Linked DNA regions of Mus musculus: regions 1 and 3 are each linked to region 2. Evidence: chromatin contacts called from public Hi-C and Micro-C data. All regions are on one chromosome and are shown on one strand. Each heading gives the region's core, a stretch centred on a gene start, on an enhancer-like site or on the middle of the called end of the contact. The rest is flanking DNA. Distances are from core to core; before and after follow the strand shown.

Region 1 (2,700 bases), core at 189-2,688, 200 kb before region 2:
AAGAAACTATGGTGGCCAACAAAGGAGTAGCTGCATGCGTGTGTGCATGCATGTAAGTGTGTGTGTGTGTGTGTGTGTGTGTGTGTGTGTGTGTGTGCCCATACACACGCAGATGCTTATATCACAGCGTACATTTGGAAGCCAGAGAACAGCTTCTATCACTTGGGTTCCAGGGACAGAGCTCCAGTTGTCAGGCTTGGCAGTAAGCGCTTTTAGACCCTGAGCTATCTTCACTTGTTGCCTTACCAGACACAATATTTCCCAGCCCCCATGTTCGTCTTGCTGTTTTTCACAGTGGATGGAATGAAAATGATAGGAGATCTTTGGCATAAAGAAGCGGTAATCTCTGCCCTAACTTCCCATTCTTCCTGCTGACAAGGATACCTAAAGGATTGCTGACTACAAAGAATACAGAAACTTTTTTCTATTGGCGTTTTGAAATGTATTTGTTAAAGCCACTAGCATTTCGCTCATATTAAAAGTAACGTAGGTAAAGGGTGGAAAAGAAGGAAAGTCACAGAAGCGTGGCGTGCACAAGGAGAGTGAATAATCCCTGTGCTTTGGAGGGTGAATGTGGGAGGGAAGGAGATCAACTGGAAAGGTAATTTGGATCTGTGAATGACAGGCACAAAGTTTGAACTCTCAAGTAAACAGAGTTCCAGAGAGAAATCAGATATGGGATACATATCTCCTTTAAAGCCAATAGAATGTTTGTACTTCCCATGTGTGCAGTGGTCAGGAAAAATCCTGGGCCTTGGATAACAACTTGTTTATGACTATTAAGTAAAAAAAGCCCATGTTCACCTGCCCTTGTTCACATCCATATTCTTATACAGGCACATAAGTACAAATGTCTATGTGCATGCACATTCACATGTATAGCCACAAAGCACTGACATTTAGACATGTAGGCATACTGTACAGACACAGAAGCATATGTGCATACATAAAATATGAGTATGCCTATATGTGAAGTTGGATGCACATGCACACAAATGTATTTTACACATAAAGTGTTATACTAAGCAGTATTCCAAACGATGTGCTCTCTTATAGAGGCAATTAAATACCTATGTATTGATTTCTCAGCTTTGGTCTGACTTAACAGTGACCTAAACATTGTCACTGGGAGAAGGGGAGTGGCACTTTCTTTAACTATAGCACTTGCACATTACTTGTGTTTTAACAGTGTTGTGAATCCAACTTTTTGTATTTGCCTCCTGAAAGACAGTTGGTAATAGAAAGGGTCTTGCTCAAGGGAAAGCAGAAAGCACTTTCCTTTTCTAATTTCATTTCCCTTCCCCTTTCATCTTGTTCTTAAAACATGCTCTTCTACAGAGTCCACAGAGCCTTCTCAGGTGAGTTCAGAAGGTCCCCAGAGCTGCCAACAGATCTCCTCCAGCGAAAAGCGTATGCAAAAGGCAGGCTGCTACCCAGAGGGATACAGCAGATGGCAGGGTCATTGTGCCCAGCTCAGATGGCTTACCCAGGTGGAAAGGTATCACGGAGCTGGAAGCAGAGCTCTGGAAATTATTCCTGGCCCGCTTCACCTTCTCATGCTGACAATCCCACATCCTTCTGAGATGTGAATTTTGGAGGCTGGAGAGCCCAGATGCAAGGTTTGATTTCTCCCGGAGAGAACAACTTGGTTTGAGCGCCTGTTTCTATAGGGGACATAATGGCCACAGCACTGTACATTGCTTGCTAGCAGTTACTGGTGCCTAAATCAGTTTAATTTTCTTCCCTTCGTACGATACTGACTTACCTCAAAGCCATCTCTAACTGGCACACAGAAGCCAACAACAGCTACTGCTCAGCAAAAGCCCATATGGAATCGCTTGCTATGAGTGTGGCTTAAAGTCAAAGCTTTGTGACTGGCCTGCAAGAGGAGCAGCAAGGGAATTACGATCAGATTCAACCAAATGTTAGATGAAGGCAAGCAACGTTTTCCCTATAAAAAATATCTTTTCTTGGTGTTTCTCTTTTTCTAAGAGCCACAAAAGAATGAGAAAGACTCAGACTGCGAAAGTCTTGCTGAGAGCACCTAGATCTTTCTGACGTTTGTCTTCAGAAAACAAATCGTATCATATCCCAATTCAGTATCTTCACAGTTACTTAGGTCAATGTCAGCACCCATTAGGTGACAGCATTGAAGATGTCTACTGCCAGAACAGAGGAATTCTTTTTATTCCATTTTTTTTTTGCTGGTGAGATACTGTCTACCACAGCTATTCCGTTCCGGTTGTATCTTGTCTCTTTGTCGCAAAAGTCACAGTGTCAGACAAACAAATAAGTAACCAACTTCTAGTGTGCCAGGATGAAGAGCTCTTGCATTAAATTGGCATTTGAAGTCGCTGCTCAGTAGCCCCGTGATGTACTTTCTTTCTCAAAGTCGAGTTGACCTTGAACCTGAACAATGTTTAAAAGGCAAGAGTGAGGAAATGTTGGCTGTGCTTTTTCAAGAGATATGACTGGAATAGAATTCTTGGACTTGGAAAAATTGTGTGTATGTTTTTATATTTCTATGTTTATATTTTAATGCTCTGTTCAGTAGCCTTCAAATACATCAAACCTGGAACTTTGCCTTCAGTGTGGCCATATCCCATCCCAAGTGTTTCCCATTCTACCCATAGGGAGGCATCTAAGAGCTGACAAGATACTGACTTTAGAGTCTCACTACCTAGGCTCTGCAAATCCAAA
Region 2 (2,700 bases), core at 144-2,643:
TGAAGCTATAAATAAATACTTGGTAAAATACAGAGCAAGAAGACAGCCCCGTGTCTTCGAAAGCCTTGAAGTTGTACTGTAAAATGACCACTATTCTTGGAATACTGTACTTGCATGCCCACAAGCTCGGATCAAAGCGTGCACTATACAGAAAGGCACTGGCTGAGTTTATATCTATGTGATAGGCTTCCAAACAGTTACTTCCCCGGACACAGGACATGTCTGTTTACTACAACTTTTCTAATGAACATGCTTTACTGTTGCTTAAGAAAAAGACATGCAAAAAAGAAATAAACAACTGAAAATAATCTTCACTTGCTGAAAGGGATCAAAGTCTGAAATCTGAGACATTTCTTGGATGATGTCCCATACTTATGAAAACGGTCTTTCACTACAGTCTGTCCACGCCGGGATCCTCTCCCTGCCCTAGTGCAGCCAGCCCCTGGGGTCTGTTTCTCTCACCAGAGTGAGCAGTGAAGTGTGGAACGACCACAGACAGCTCTCAGGGCCCACACTGCTGCAGACCTCCCCGGTGCCCCCGTTCTTGGAACTGTGGCAGAGTCAGGTGACGGCAGAAAGAAGTGAAGCCCTTATCATTCTTTATTACGCAGCTTAAGGAAGATATACAGCAGAGAGCATGGTATGGAAAAGCAGAGACAGAGGATAGCCCCTGCCTGAGACTTGGAGTCAAGCACACCCAGACATCGTGCAGTTTGAATGTGGGGTCTTTGAGACCATAGGGCATTCAGTCTGGGTCACCGGAGGCATTTCCTCTGGCATGATGCCTCGTGGTTTACAATTTCCTCTTCTTCCTTCCCGTGACTCCACTGGAGCCGGTCTGGAAGTCCAGGAGCTTCTATCTATGTGGAACAGAATTTCGTTTTCAGAAATTGAGGTCTGGGCACCTTCTGAATAGAGACTGGCAATAATCCCAAATTGCATGTTTTATTATGTGGCCTTTATTTGTGTTTCTCATGAAATGAGCTGAGACACTCAAACTCATTTCAGATAGCAGCCAAAAACCAAATGGTCACATTGTCCCTAGGTGGACGGTCAGCACATTACAGACAAGGCCGTCCAACTCCTGCGTTTGCTAGAAACGTCTTAGGGAGGACAAACCGCTTCAGTCCCTGTTTCCAGCCGAACGTAATTTTATTCCTCGGTCGCATGGCTGCCTTCACCAATAGAAAAGGTCTTTACGTCGGATTTCAAGATCTTTCTATAAGGTCGCGTTGTGGCTGCATCTAAAAATCACTTTGGAATTTCATTTAACATGAAAGAAAGCAAAAGACGTGAGCCCTTGCTGCTAGTGTTTTTCATAAGTTGAGACGTGGAACCCGCTTATCCTGTGGAAACAAAACCAAGTGTAGTTGCTGGTTGCTGCGAGAGCAATGTCTAGTAAGGATTTCCACTTTTAATCAGTTATAAGGTACAGTGACAGCCACTGCGACTAACCACACCCTGTGGGGAAATGTGAATAAGCAGTAGTAACTTCTGCCAGAATTTAGCACAGGATTAATAGCATGCCACAGCACATTGGGGCCCTTCCACCCTACCGAGACCCCAGATGAAAAATTAATTAAGCTCATACATTTAAAACTAAATGCATTTCACTCCAAATTACTGTCCCCAAAAAGTTCAGCAACAACATGAAATGCCAAAATTGTAAACTCGCATCATATGTATTCAAACCCTGGTTTAAAAAAAAAAAAAAAAAAAAAAATCAGGGAGTGGGGGAGTGGGCCAGTTATGATTGACTCAAGATCCCCATCTAGTGGCCATATCTTGAATAGCAGGCTATTTGTGTTTCTGGAGCATTTGTGAATTAAACATCTAAGACATGTGATTAGCTCATTGTTCAGAAACGAGATTCTTTCTGCCGTCTTACCCTTTCCAACTGCATTGTAAGAGACATGCCCAAAATCAGGCATCAAAAATTCAAAAACTAAAATATCTCCAGGAGTCATTTACGGCCCCCACCCCCAAGCAATTACCTTGACTCACCAATAAACTCAGTTCCTCTGTTTTCTACAGGCTGTTTCCCCGATCCACCATTGATTGCTTAACTCTCGGTGTTGATCAAAAAGGATGGGAACTTGACATGAGTTCTGTGTGGTTACACACCCGTGCCACCACAAACATGTGAAAGTCACAGGATAATTATGGGGAACCGGGGCTTTCCTGTTTTGTTTTGTTTTGTTTTGTTTTGTTTTTGTTTTTGTTTTGTTTTGTTTTCTGGAAGGTTCTTGTTTTTCCACATCTTATCCCAGCTTCTCCAGATAGATCCCAAGTGCAAACAACTCCATCTAAATGAAGCTTGGAAACAGAAGCCAAACAGCTATGCTCTGGGGTAAGGTGGAGCAGAAGTGCTGATGAAAAGACACAGAAAAATTATCCTGGGATTCCAGAATGTTCTATGCCTTAGTCAAGGTGATAATTGCATATGTATTCTTACGTGCCCTACGTGCATAGTTCATGTGAAGTTCATAAATGACGACTCTCCGTAACTTGCTTTTCCCTAGTCCTGGAAGAACAGAGGTTGTAACTACCACAAAAAATTTCTACGAACCCTCAGAAACTTGGGAAAGTGAATATCTATAAAACCTACACATTAAGAACCTGGGACTCTGCATTTCTATAATTGGACTGAAAGCCTTGAAGGCACCTCCCAGCCCAAGCTTGAAACGAGCACGAGGAATT
Region 3 (2,958 bases), core at 147-2,646, 220 kb before region 2:
GCAGAGATGCACAAATTCCCCCAACAGAGAAAAATATTACTCCCAAGTCAACACGGCCAGACTGCCATATTTGAATAAACAAACATATCTGGAGAAGGAAATATCAGCTAATAGAGAGTCAGTCAGCAAGAAAAGCATACAAAAGAAGATTCGTAGTGGCAAACATTGGCAGTGGCCTCTCAAGCACTGTCCAAGAGACAGGAAGTTTTTGGATGTCAGTCCATCCTCTCCAGATGGAATAGAAAGCCATCTCTTCCATGGGGATGAATGTGAGGAATGACATATCAAAGGATCTGGCAGCATTACTGGTCCACCATCAGTTACAGTCAGTATCCTAAAATGGAGGCAGCTAGATTCTTTATCTTGTTATATATAAACTTCAGTTTCTATAACTCTGCTTTGTCATCTTGATACATAATCTTCTAATACAAGTTACATATCTTTAGAAATAGAGTATGTCACACTGCATCAAGATTTCTTGAAAATTATTTCTTTCAATAAACCATTGTTACTTTATGGATCTGTGTTCTCTATCAAGGTGGGATCCATGGAAAAGCAATGTCTGAGGCACAAAGCTGTGGAAGCATATGATGGTTTGATGATGGTTTGATCTGCTCAAAATTCTGTGGTCCATATAGCCAATCTTGCCTATGAACATTCATGGTAATTTGCTACTTAAAAACCTATCAGCACACTCTCTCATCCAACACAGATTAAACTCATAGTGCTGCAAGACATTTGTAGTCATCTATCTAGTTTAATTTGGTATCTCTATGAAGAAAGAAACATAGATCCAAATGATGTACTTCTGATGAGTTCTACTCAGACTAGCCCACTTAGAATAGAATTAGAATTCATGATTCCCTCCTGCACTAACATAGCTATTTTCTAAGTACATGTCCTGGAGAAGGCACGCAGGAAGTATTGACTTACATACATATAATTATAAAAATGTCAGAGTTCTCATGGAGCTGTAGTAATATTGTGAACTAGGCAGTTTGTAGGCCCTACATATAGTTTCCAAAGTTTGTAGGCCCTACATAGTTTCCAAAGGCATGTTCAATATCCTGAACTATCTTTCCTAAAGCTAAGTAAATACTTACTGAAAGCCTAGGACAAAACCAAAAGTGATTCTATTGAGCCATATATATAGGAACCTCAGTGTGGAGTCAAAAAGGCTGATCTAGAGACTGACTTCCATGGCTACAGAATCTGTACAGCATACTGTACAAATGCTGTACAGATTCAAAGACAAAGGCAATAAGCAAATCATTGTCTTGCCTAGGTCAAATGCTTGGGTTATATGGGAAATTTTTATAGCAGACTACTCACAGGGAGAGGATACATTGAAATTTGAGAGGGCAGATGGTACATGGAGATTAACTTGGCTCCAGTTTGCAACTCTGACTCCAATGACCAGGACAGATTCTAGTCCTGCTGTGGAAAACGTCAAAATCAGTCCCTAGGTCTATGGCAACTGGTTTTGCTAGGATGTGTACAAATAAAGTCACTTGAGCACCTTTGGAAGCCCAGAATAATATAGAACCAAAGTAAGTTTCACTCTAGTTGTAGGGTGGTTAGTTTTCCGGCAAGTTCTCATATTCAACTCCAGGAGTTAGCAATGTCTTTGGAACTACAGACAGTGATGAGATTGATCTTGTTGTAGACTGCTAATCTACCTTCAACTGCTGCTTGATACTGAAACTCAAAGAAAGAGATTTTTAAAACTACGTCTTTGCTATTGCTCACGAATTCTTAGAACTCTGCTGACCTGGATCTGGGTTTGCCAACTGCATTTGGTTTTTAGTAGTCTCCAGTTAGCTGACAAAGGCTAGCTGCAGATGGGAATTCACCATGATATTTTTTATATTGCCTAGAGGCTGGTTAGAAAGTTACTGGCACCCAGAGTTTTCATCACTTAGAAGCCTAACTTGAGTCTTCTTTCTTTCTGTGGCACTGAGTTGGGCTCCAAGAGAGCTATCAGAATTACTGAAGACTTGTGGAGATCAACATTCAACACTGATACACTGGCGGGCCCCTCCATCATTCCACTGCCCAAAGCCACAAGTATGATTCAGAATCAAGCAGTGGAAATGGATTCCACTCTGGGTTAGCAAAGGCAGCAAAATTACCCTGAGGAAGTCTTGGTGTGCAAAAAGTATAGAAATAACTTCTGTACCACGTGACAATCTGTCACATTCTGACACGCAGACGCACTTGTTCAAAGAGGGAAGTGGAGTATAGGGCATAAGTGGGGCCAGGTGGCATAAAACGCTTCTCCACTGTCAGCTATGAAATTGTTTTTTTCTTTTCAAATGCTGATCTCAGTTGTTGATAATGGATAGGGATATTACTATAAAGACTTTTAGAGTAGAAGTAACCAAAAAACTGTCTCATAGTGAGGTCAAAATTGAACAGGAGCTTGAAAACTAGTTTCCTGTGGCTGCTTCTGTTAATTGAGTATCACTTGGTTCATTACAGCTACTTAGTATTTGCTCTTGTGCATCTAAATGGACCAGATGCTTGATAGCAATGGCAACTCTGAAAGGTTTGTGGAAGCCATTTTGCAAACAGAATCAACTTTCTTTCATGTTACATAGCTTTGAATAGACCTGCTATATTCTTATCCCTCTCCCACTCTCCTTCTCCCTCTCCCTCTCCCTCCCCCTCCCCTCCCCCTCTCCCTCTCCTCTCCCTCTCCTCCCTCTCCTCTCCCTCTCCCTTTTCCTCTCCATTTTGCACCTCCCTCCTTTATCCCCTCCCCCAGAAGAGATAAATTTATCAGTTTCTTCTAATCCTCGTGCTCAGAGATCCTTACCTGCAATAGAATCATTCTTGGTCTTATCCCAGGGAATATTTAAAAATTGTGTAGCTAGCCTTAAGAAATTGGTTTAGGTTGAAGAACAAGGGTTTGTGGCACCAAGGGTGGGTGAGGGGCAAAAGGTTAAGGAATACTCT

Evidence for each region. Hi-C and Micro-C count contacts between places; a contact is called where the count stands out from the background.
Region 1: a contact with region 2 is called in a Micro-C map of granulosa cells, with 2.6 times the contacts expected there. The contact joins two enhancer-like sites. A contact is called at or near these places in 2 of 39 promoter capture datasets (embryonic stem cells and hippocampal neurons), 2 of 15 datasets of contacts at CTCF or cohesin (large pre-B cells and pro-B cells), 18 of 484 Hi-C or Micro-C datasets (the HL-1 cell line, adipose-derived mesenchymal stem cells, cerebellar granule neurons and 10 more) and 1 of 9 other capture datasets (embryonic stem cells).
Region 3: a contact with region 2 is called in a Hi-C map of cerebellar granule neurons, with 2.8 times the contacts expected there. The contact joins two enhancer-like sites. A contact is called at or near these places in 2 of 15 datasets of contacts at CTCF or cohesin (large pre-B cells and pro-B cells), 7 of 484 Hi-C or Micro-C datasets (cerebellar granule neurons, cerebral cortex, embryonic fibroblasts and 3 more) and 1 of 9 other capture datasets (embryonic stem cells).

The regions. Positions count from the first base shown.
Region 1 is chr15:40,361,164-40,363,863 of GRCm38.p6, reverse strand. No RefSeq gene overlaps it. Among named protein-coding and RNA genes, the nearest start is that of Gm41311, 19 kb to the right of the region's middle. Within about 2 kb of position 1,438, at least 13 of the 459 cell types and tissues checked have an H3K27ac peak or open chromatin away from gene starts, as enhancers often do. A contact at or near this core is called in cerebellar granule neurons and granulosa cells, where this site is marked.
Region 2 is chr15:40,165,959-40,168,658 of GRCm38.p6, reverse strand. Gm33301 (predicted gene, 33301) reads right to left here. Exons shown (of 3, transcript NR_155350.1): 3 at 583-1,346. Among named protein-coding and RNA genes, the nearest start is that of Gm33301, 4.7 kb to the right of the region's middle. Within about 2 kb of position 1,393, at least 46 of the 459 cell types and tissues checked have an H3K27ac peak or open chromatin away from gene starts, as enhancers often do. A contact at or near this core is called in cerebellar granule neurons and granulosa cells, where this site is marked.
Region 3 is chr15:40,385,164-40,388,121 of GRCm38.p6, reverse strand. No RefSeq gene overlaps it. Among named protein-coding and RNA genes, the nearest start is that of Gm41311, 43 kb to the right of the region's middle. Within about 2 kb of position 1,396, at least 2 of the 459 cell types and tissues checked have an H3K27ac peak or open chromatin away from gene starts, as enhancers often do. A contact at or near this core is called in cerebellar granule neurons, where this site is marked.